2 separate regions of the Gossypium hirsutum genome follow, and region 2 is linked to region 1. The links are chromatin contacts, called in public Hi-C maps. All regions are on one chromosome and are shown on one strand. The core of a region is the stretch at or near the end of the contact, and the rest is flanking DNA. Distances in the headings are between cores, read along the strand shown.

Region 1 (5,007 bases), core at 1,122-3,621:
GACAGAACTTAAGTGTTCAAATCCTCACTATCCACACTTAATATAATCAACCATATACAAAACACATAACTACTGACTAAGAGATTGTTTGCTCATACCCTCCCCTTCTCCAAACACCACTTTCAGCGAGCTTCATACTGAACAACTGCAGAAAACACAAGGTTTTACAACATTAATTGTCAAAATAATGAAAGAAATAGCAAGTTTATCTCTCTTCGAGATGTGAAAAGGACCATGAGGAAATTCGTTTCGCAGGTTAAACAAAGCTATAGATCTGCTTTTAGCTAGAATAAAATTGTAGAATTGAAACATCACACTTGAGGGCCTATTGCTAAACATTAGGCAACAAAGAACACATCCCGAGCATTAACAAGAAACTTAATAAAAAATACCCAAACATTAAACGGATACACGCACAAGCACGCCAAAAAAGAAAACTTGTGTATGGTCTAATATGCATCAAAAGTTTTATGTTTGGTAGGTCTCTGGGATACTGTAAGTTCACAATAGCAAAGAGGAGAATCATTAAGTTCTAATGGACAATCAATGTAGATTGATGAAGGTTGATACTTGATATTGTCCCGGTTGAATATCTGATAATGGTGTGTTCTCACAAAGTATAAAAAGCAAAGGAAAAAGAGAATGAAGACCATAATGTGATTGTCTTTGACATGCAATCTTGATGTCTCTCAATTTGTTTAATTTCAGGATGAGAGATTTTGGATTAATATAAGAGGAGTGATCCTAAAATTTTAAGTTATTTGAATCTAGTTCATAATTACCGGAAAAAAGTTGCATTCGGTTCAACACTGTCAAATATCGGAACAATAATCTCATATCACATTTTGTTTCACCTAAGTTAAATTTAGTGCCGACTATGGTTCTATTCTGTTCCTGATCCTTGAAAAAAAGAACTTTTAAAATATATCCTAAATTCATTCTTGATAATGACACAAATAAGCAATGAAATACAATAAATCATTACAAATATTACTATAAAAAATAGTAAAATTAAGGAAAAGGACAAAAGTAGTGAGAAAGGAACATTACTTCTTCGGGTTCGCTTCTTGTAAAGAATGCGATAACCACATTCCCGGCATTGTATCACATCTCCATGCTTCAATGTGTTCTCTTGCCCACAGTCTTTATAACATCACCCCAAAAAGAACAAAAAATCAAAAGACTTTCCCAAAACTCAGGGTTTATTTAAGAGCGAAGAGGCTATATAATACTAACCTCCACAGATATAGGTAACAGGTTCAGGTTGTGGATCCATTGATGCTCACTCGAACAAGTTTTTCCTGATGAACCTGCTCAAAGGTCAAAGAGGTTTTCACACAAGTCAAATTTAAATGAACAAATACCCCAAAACTTTTTTTGTTTTAATGTTCTCAAATATAGTTGGAGAAACATACATTGATATCCATGTCCTACTATATGTCAAGTACAACTATTAGATGAATGTTTCAGAGCAAACAAAGAGGAAGGTTCAGTGTAAACGATGATTGTTTCCTATAATTTACCCTACACAGGTTCCATAATCTAATTTTATGCACTTCATTTAGGAGAGATCGATTCCTTTTGGAGACCCCTCAACAGCTCAGAATTTTCATGGAGTCAAGGCCAGAGTCGTCTTCCAACTCTATAGAGAGAGGGAACGCCTCGTTGGAATGGACCATGCATGGTCCACAGTCACTTACCAATGGCAAAACCTCGGGCTCTCCATAGAGTTGAGAGACAATACCTCAGCTCGACCCAGGGAAAATACCAATGAAATGGATCAGTCGGCTCGGTCAGCTCCAAACGGACGACGCTTTCACAAACTTCTCTAAAGGATTCGGCATCCCCTCAACACTCTTCATTACCGGAAAACTCATCCAACAAAACTCTACCAAATAATATCAGGTAAGTCCCTAATTCTATCGTACGATTCCAAAACTTTGGGTGCCCAATCACCCCAATTTCTTTATTTTTACTAATGTATTGTAAACACTACATTCATTAACATAATTCGTTCAAAAGAGCAATTGATTCAACAGAAATAACCCTAAACCTTAATTTAAAAAAAATAAATTCAATTCAGTAATCATATTCCAAGAAGAGAAAGAAGATGAAGAGCAGTAAATTGACGCTGGGTATTAAAAGAACTTACGAGTCACGAGAGAGGGAAAAAATAGGACGTTCAGGCAGCTAAAAGAGAACGAAACTTTAGGAACAGCAAAGGAAGGAGGGGAGGAGGAGGAGGAGAGGAGAAGGCTTTGTTTGGCGGCGTGGATGTCTAAAGCGAGTTGAGAGTTGGGCTTTTAAAGGAAATTTAAGAAAACATTTTTTATAGAGTTAATTTCCCCATGCAACTCAAACTATAACCTTCCTTCTAAACTAGTCTCTAAACTTTAAAATATTTCAATTATATCCCTAAATTATCGATGTTATATCGATATGGTCCATCTATTACTAAAATTATTAGTTTAACTGTTAAATGAGATGTCGGATCTAATGTGACATAACTTAAAATGAAAAATTTTAAGAAAAATGAATATTGTAAAACCATTTACTTTGAGATTTTTGAAACTTTTACAAAAGTTTTATCGTTCACTCTTTTTTTTTAGTTTTACTCTGTTTTTAATTTTCACTTTTAAACGTTATGCAGGAATGTTTTACTTGTCTTTAAATTTTTCATTTTAAATTATGTCATGTAAGATTTGAGAGTAAACTAACGGTTTTAATAATAAAAAGGACCTAATTGATATAACATTGATAGTTGGAGGGTATTATAGAATGTTTTGAAGTTTGAGGACCAAATTTAAATGAAAATCATAGTTTGGGGATGTTAAGTGCAATTAACGTTTTTATATATTTTTAATAGAAGTGAAATTTATGTTGTAAACAGGCCAATTTGCCCGGGCCCAAGGAAGAACCAAAATACAAAATGAATTAAAATCAAATATAAATGTTAACAGCCCATTAAATGTCTATTTACAGACTTTGGCCCAATAACTAGTCCAAAGCCCAAATTAATACCCTAGCCCAAACCTAGACCCAAACGCCCAAGGCCCAAACGGCCAAAAATTCCTTAGCAAATAGAAACCCTAGGTTTTTTAGATGCGCCGCAGCCAACCCTCGTACAGCCTCCAGCGCTCCTCCGTACGGCCTTCACGCACCACCCCACACCGAGCACCACGTACCACCGCGCCAACTGGCCTCCGTACCTGTAAAAAAAAGACAAAAAATAGCACAGCAAAACAGCAAGCAAAAGAATAGGAACAAAGTTTTTTGTATAAAGCCATTGGGACTTGGATTATAACGGGGGGTCTTTTCTTGTTTCTTTTAATGAATAAAATAGCAAGGGAATATACACGCATATTGTAAAAAAGAAAAGAGCAATCCAAAATCAATTTTTTTAAGGTGATTCCAGATTCTATTTTATTATTTATTTATTTATTTATTTATTTGCTTGCAACTTTAGCATAAAAAAGAGGAGAATACCTGGAACTGCGCCGATGAGAGCCCATATATCTCAAAAGTACAATGATTTGGGCTAGGATCAAATGGTGTTGTGTTTTCGTTTCTTCCTCTTTTGAATTTCATTTTGCTCCCTTTTTTTAAAAACAAAATAACATAGGATTTTAACCCCTTTTTTAGAAAAGAGAAGACGGAAAGGAATAGGCCTACCTAATCTCCATGGGCGTGGCTTCTGTGGGCGAGATCTAGATGCCATTTGCTCATTGTCGGCCATCGTATAGGTAGTGGTTCGGCGGCTGTGTGCTGAACCAAACCCTAATGGAAAGGGTTAAGGGTTCTGTTGTGTTTAAGAGAAGGGAGGGCTAAAAGATTGGCTCTATTTCGGAAGAGAAATTAATGGAAATGGGGGTTTAAGGGCTATGTCAAAAATGGCGCCGTTTCAAGAAGGTAAGACCCGCGCGCTAACCCGCTTAGCAGGCCGGATCCTCGTGCCTTTGCTTAAATTGGGGAATTTATGCGCGTGGCCCTTCTCCTTCGCACTAATTCTAAATCTAGCCTTTATTCATACTCTATTTGTTTTTAAATGGCACCTGGAATTAAGATATTTCACCAATTCGGCCCGTTCTTAAGCCCTGCGTTTTGGGACCAGAATTATTTCCCGCTTTAGTCCTTTGGCATTTATGCGCATTATGCGTTAGTCCTCAGCCCAATTTCAAAAATTTATGCATTACCTCCATTCGTTTTAAATTTATTTTAATTAGGTTTTTATTTGTGTAAAGGTTTTGAAGTTTGTTTTATCATGCATTTGCAGAACACTTTGTGTAATATCTCATTTAAATGTTTTTGTATATATTTGCACATACATAGTATTTTAGTTGAGTTTTTTTTTTATTTGAGCAACTTGCCATTTTAAAATTTATCTAATATTATTATAAGTGTTAATCTATTTTTGATAATTTTGCTTTGTTTTTATTTGTTTGTGTAGTTATTTTAAAATTCTTTTCATCGTATTATTTACACATTTTGTATAACATCATATTTAAATGTTTTTGTGTATATGTATACATATATCTACTTAGGTTTTAATATTTTTTATATGAATTAAAGTTTGTAATATCAATTACTTTTCAATTATTTTATTATTAATCTAAGGCTTTCATATGTTATTTATTTTAGATATTTGCGATTTGTTTTGTGCTGTTACATATATATATTTTTTCATTTTAAAACTTGATGTATCTTTAAAATCGTTTTATCATTCATTTAAAAAAATTTCATATATTTTTATATACATATTTATATTTTATCCTCATATTCGATCCTTTTATATATATGGTGTATATGTCGTTTAAATTATTTTTCTTTTTTATATGTATATGGTCATTTTTAACTAGATACTCCTTAAAAAAACATACTTTGTACATATGAGCATATTTTTTTTATATATATTAAAGTTAACTTTATTTCATATATATATTATTAACCTTATATTATTTTATACATATGATTTCTCAAATTTTTTCTTGTATTTCATTATATAATCCT
Region 2 (5,007 bases), core at 1,505-4,004, 160 kb before region 1:
TAGTTCTTATACGTTAGAATGAGATACACATGGCATGCTATGTGTGACTGTTTGATTATTCTATTAGTCATATCAATTTTTACCAATAAAAATGGATGAAATTTTTAACAGAAAAAAACCAATTTACTCTTTGATCTAACATACCAGAACTAATTTACCCATTTTTTGAAAAAATAGGCAAAATTCAATTTTATTTTTAGTACAAAGACTTGGTACTTTTACCCAATTTTTACCTATTTAAACTAACATAAAATGTGAAGAATTAAATTGCACTTTAGAATTTAACCCAAAATCTATAAGCCCAATGGCAAATCTCTTTTCTTTAGGTTTTTTAAACCATTAAGCGAAAATTATTTGCAAAAATTGGGTCGCCATTGCCATTGGTCCGGCCCGGATAGAAGAGTTAAATGCCTACCCCAACCCACAGGATTAAAATGTAAAAACTAAAAATAAAATTTGGCATCCCCAAATTTGTTCAATAAAAAAGATGATTTTTTTTTTCAAAATCTTTTCCTTAAGTTTAACTTTTTTTAATAAAGAAAAAAAAATTGAGATTGGATCAAGTCAGACTTAATATATTATAGGTTGAATTTGGTGACTTTTAGTCAGGAGCGAAATTAGAAAATTTTTAAGGAGGGCTGAAATTAAATTATAATTTTTACGATAGAAAAAATAAAATTTCACTATTTTAATAGACTATATCTTTATAATTTTTAAATGACTAAATCAAATTTTTATATTTTTAGGGGGACCAAAGTGTAATTTTACCTTTACTAATTTAAAATTTTAAAAATTTTAAAGGGGCCATATGGAAATTTTTTCATTCCCAGCCCCCCTGTTCCGCCACTGCTTTTAGTCTGAGTGCTTTTCAAATTTTAAATTTTTGGTCCTAACTTGAACGATAAAAATTAGGTTTGCTTGGTTAAATTATGGTATTAATACTATATTATGTATAAGTTTTAGATTTAGTAAATGTTCTCCAAATTAATCATTCTTATCCCAATATTTTTCGAAATTTTAATTTTGACACAAATAACAACTATTAATTCCATTAATTGGCTTTTTTGTGACTAGATGTGAAAATAGTGATGATATACTTTTTGCATAAAATTTTAAAAAAATAAAATTTGTTAAATATTTATGTATATATCCTCATAATGGAAGCCAATTTCTTATTTATATAGCTTGGTTCCGTGATTTGATGTACTAGGATTAAGTAGATTCCCATGCAGGTCAACACATGTTTCCTAAGTAGGAGGTGGCCTACATGGTGCTACAAACCCATGCAGGCAAACTGTATGGTGGCAAACTATATATTAGTGAGCTGGACATGCTGTTCAGGTTATGGGTTGGTATGGGAACCGAGTCAGCTTAAGAATCAGGTAGAGGTGAATACTATAACCATTTCTCCCCTATCTGGTTGAAGAAGAGATACAAAGTGACTCTATAGTAGTATACACATATTGACCCTGTATTAAAATACATGTTGACCTACATGGGGCTATCTAATCCTAGTATATCAAATCATGGAACCATGCCATATAAATAGAAAATTGGCTTTCGTAAAGAGGACAGACACAAAAACACTCAACAATGTTTAATGAATATAACAAGTATTATTTGGTAAAAACTAAAATTTTAAAATTAAAAAAACATAAGAATTAAAAATGACCAAATTAAAATGTAAGGACTAAATATATAATTTAGACATATTAAATGGACTAATAGTAAAAACTAACCACATATCATACTCATACACTTATACATCAACCACTAAGGGTAATTTTGGATGCGATGCATTTAACTTTCTTTTTGTTTCACACTACAGTATCGCTACAATACCTAATTTCACCGCCATCGTTGTTTTTAAGTCGTATTTATTGTATATTTTAAGTTGTATTCATATTATTTATTTAAAATATAAATTTATATAATAAATTCCAATACAATAAAAATTTATTTTGAGTGCGATTTTTTTTTTTGTATTTGTATTGTTTTGAGCTCTCGTCATTTGAGTTTACCTTGTTTTAGTTATGAATTTTCAGGTTTAATTCAATTCAAGTTTAAATTATTATTTTTATATAATAAAATAAAATTAGATCAAGTTTGAATCTAAATTAATACATTGAAATTCATATTAGGGTCAAAATTTACATATTTAACACTTTTCGAAAGAAAATACTTTTTTTTTCAATGTTGTTGGAGTTGAATCGAAATGTTCAGTTGAACGGGAAATCAACCTATATATTAATTTGAGTAAAGGGATTGAATTAACACTTGAGCAAATTGTTTGGGATTGGTAAAAAAAATTTAGAAATCGAGAAAAAAAATGATGGTTGAACCATTTTATAATTTTTAAAAAATATTTTTATGTATTTCTATTTTTTATTTAATTATTGTTGAATTGATGGTTGGACTGATTACGGGTTTTAAAGTAATTCTTTTGTTAAATTATGCTATTAACTACTATATCTTGTGAAAGTTATGGATTTAATTTTTATACTTTAATTTGATCAATTTCAGTCCCTATACTTTTCAAAATTTGAAACATTAGTCCTAACTCAAATAGTAGTAATTGAATTTATTTGGTTAAATTCAATACGAGTCTTATATTATGCTGTACAATTGTAGATTTAATCCAGGATCATTCTAAATACAATTTTTGTAAATTACAAGGATTAATAGCATAATTAAAATTATTTTTCCTAAATGGCACCGTAAGAGAAATCAAGGTAAAGGAAAATAAATAAGTAAATGAAGCTGAAAATATTCTTACGACGATCTCTTTGATCATCACTTTCATGTCTTTCAATCTCCTTTCACAAAACGCTCTCTTAAGCAACGCTAATCGCTAACCCCCAAAACGCCATTGCTGCTTCTTCTTCTTCTTTTTCATCTGCAAATCATCAATGACGAAAGCAAAGTCCCAAGCGGTGGCTGGTTCTATAGACCCAAACAAAAACGGCCTTCATCACCACCATCAAGACGGTAACGACGTCGTTTTTGACCCTTCATCTATGTCCCTCGGCGATGATTCTAAGTCCGGTGTTCCTCGTTCTCCCGCCACCGCTAATCTCTCTCGTAAAAAAGCAACCCCGCCTCTACCCGCCAAAAAGCTCGTCATCAAATTCGTTAAAGGTTTTTTTTTTCTTTATATAATTTTTATTGGTCTCGATCTCATTATTTTTTTGTCTTCGTGAAATTTATTTTCTGGGCATTTATTAAATTGCTTGTTCTAGTTCATTTGAGTGTTTGATCTTAGAAACTGAGTGGTTTTGGTTGTTGGGTCGTTTATGGAATGACGAATTAGGGATTAAAGGTGATGAAATTCAGAAACTTGGAGTTTTGATTGATTATAGGATCTTTTCACTGGTTAATTTATTTGTATAGTTCGTTTTTCACTGTTTTACTGGGCTAACACTAATTAATACTTAATAGGCACTGAATTATTTAATATTTTTTTATGGATTGTTCTATTTAAACCGTTTAAATGAAACCAAGTACTTTCCATGACTTCCTATATAGTTTTAAATAAAAGTTTCTATAGAGAACTGTTAGCTGATCCTAAGAAGTGTTACCTTTTTCAGTGTAATCTGGGCATTACTTACAATCATTTTATGATAATTCGAAATTGATATCGGTTTTTAAGAGGAACACTATTTATACTAAACAAATTGAGGGTCCTAAGTTTCTCGTTTGTTTACATGGTTTCGGTACATTCTTCGTTTTCTTGCCTTTGTGTTGTAGGTCTGCTAATGCAACTTTACATTAAAAGCTCTCAACCTACACTCTTTTGCTTTTTTTATTGACATTTTCTGTTAATTTATCAAAGAAAATGTAATTCAAATACTAAAAAAAAAATTTTTTTTGGGGGGGGGGGGTGGCAAGGCCACTGCCTGCCCTTGGATTCTCCTCTGCATCTATGATGTGTGCTTGCATGAGTACAAGCAGCTACTTAGTCTTTCTAAACAGCTATAGTTTTAGTTAGCAGGTGATTCAACCTGTTATCAGTAAGGTTATTTGCTTGTGTTGAACTAAGTTTTTTTGGTTTATTTTTTGTATTTCTGAATCATATTATATCTCTAAAACTATGTTGTTTGCATGAACTAATGGTAGAAAGCTAGAAGAGCATTATTAAAATGCAAAATGTGTAGAACATGTATTCAGAAAGGTTTCTGACTTTTGTTGTTTCTGTGTAGCAAAACCGACAATGCCTACAAATTTTGAGGAGGAGACTTGGGCAAAGTTGAAGTCAGCCATTAATGCTATCTTTTTGAAGCAACCAGATTCTTGTGACTTGGAGAAGCTTTATCAGGTAAACCTCTGTTATTTCTTGATTCTCTCTATTTTGATTATGAAAGCCATTTGTAATTTGATCGATATTATGTCTTGGTAATCGATCATGCTTCCTTTAGGATGTCAATAATCTTTGCCTACACAAGTTGGGAGGAAGCCTTTATCAGCGAATTGAAAAAGAGTGTGAAGAACATATATCTGCTGCACTAAGATCTTTGGTAGGGCAAAGCCCAGATCTGGTTGTTTTCTTATCACTCGTTGAGAAATGTTGGCAAGATCTTTGTGATCAAATGTTGATGATTCGTAGTATAGCCTTGTATCTTGACAGAACATATGTTAAGCAAACCCCAAATGTACGTTCATTATGGGACATGGGCTTGCAACTCTTCCGAAAACATCTTTCTCTAGCTCCTGAAGTTGAGCACAAAACTGTTACTGGCCTTTTAAGAATGATTGAGAGTGAGAGGTAATTCTTATGAATTTTAAGTTGAAATATACAAAATCTTTTTATTCTAGGTTTTTTGGTTCCGAAATATAACCTATGCAAAATATGCATAATAGTTTTAGATGAATACTGTAATGGATTGTGTATCATTGAGTATTGTGATAGTTATGGATGAAACTATGCTTCTCTTCATGTAATTGATGAATAGGTATAATAAATTGGAAAAAAGCTATACTGTTGGTTGCTATCGTGTTGGCTTTGGTGAT

What was found. A called contact is a pair of places that touch in the nucleus more often than the background predicts.
Region 2: a contact with region 1 is called in a Hi-C map of leaf, with 1.7 times the contacts expected there. The contact joins the promoter of LOC121230862 here to the promoter of LOC107960277 in region 1. A contact is called at or near these places in 2 of 34 Hi-C or Micro-C datasets (both in leaf).

The regions. Positions count from the first base shown.
Region 1 is chrA06:126,874,274-126,879,280 of Gossypium_hirsutum_v2.1, reverse strand. It overlaps LOC107960277 (DNA-directed RNA polymerases II, IV and V subunit 12), which reads right to left and starts at 2,371. Exons shown (of 4, transcript XM_016896587.2): 1 at 2,153-2,371; 2 at 1,237-1,310; 3 at 1,051-1,143; 4 at 1-145. The coding sequence starts at 1,276. The coding sequence ends at 123.
Region 2 is chrA06:127,031,243-127,036,249 of Gossypium_hirsutum_v2.1, reverse strand. LOC121230862 (cullin-4) reads left to right here and starts at 2,754. Exons shown (of 17, transcript XM_041116368.1): 1 at 2,754-3,138; 2 at 4,200-4,315; 3 at 4,416-4,762. The coding sequence starts at 2,910.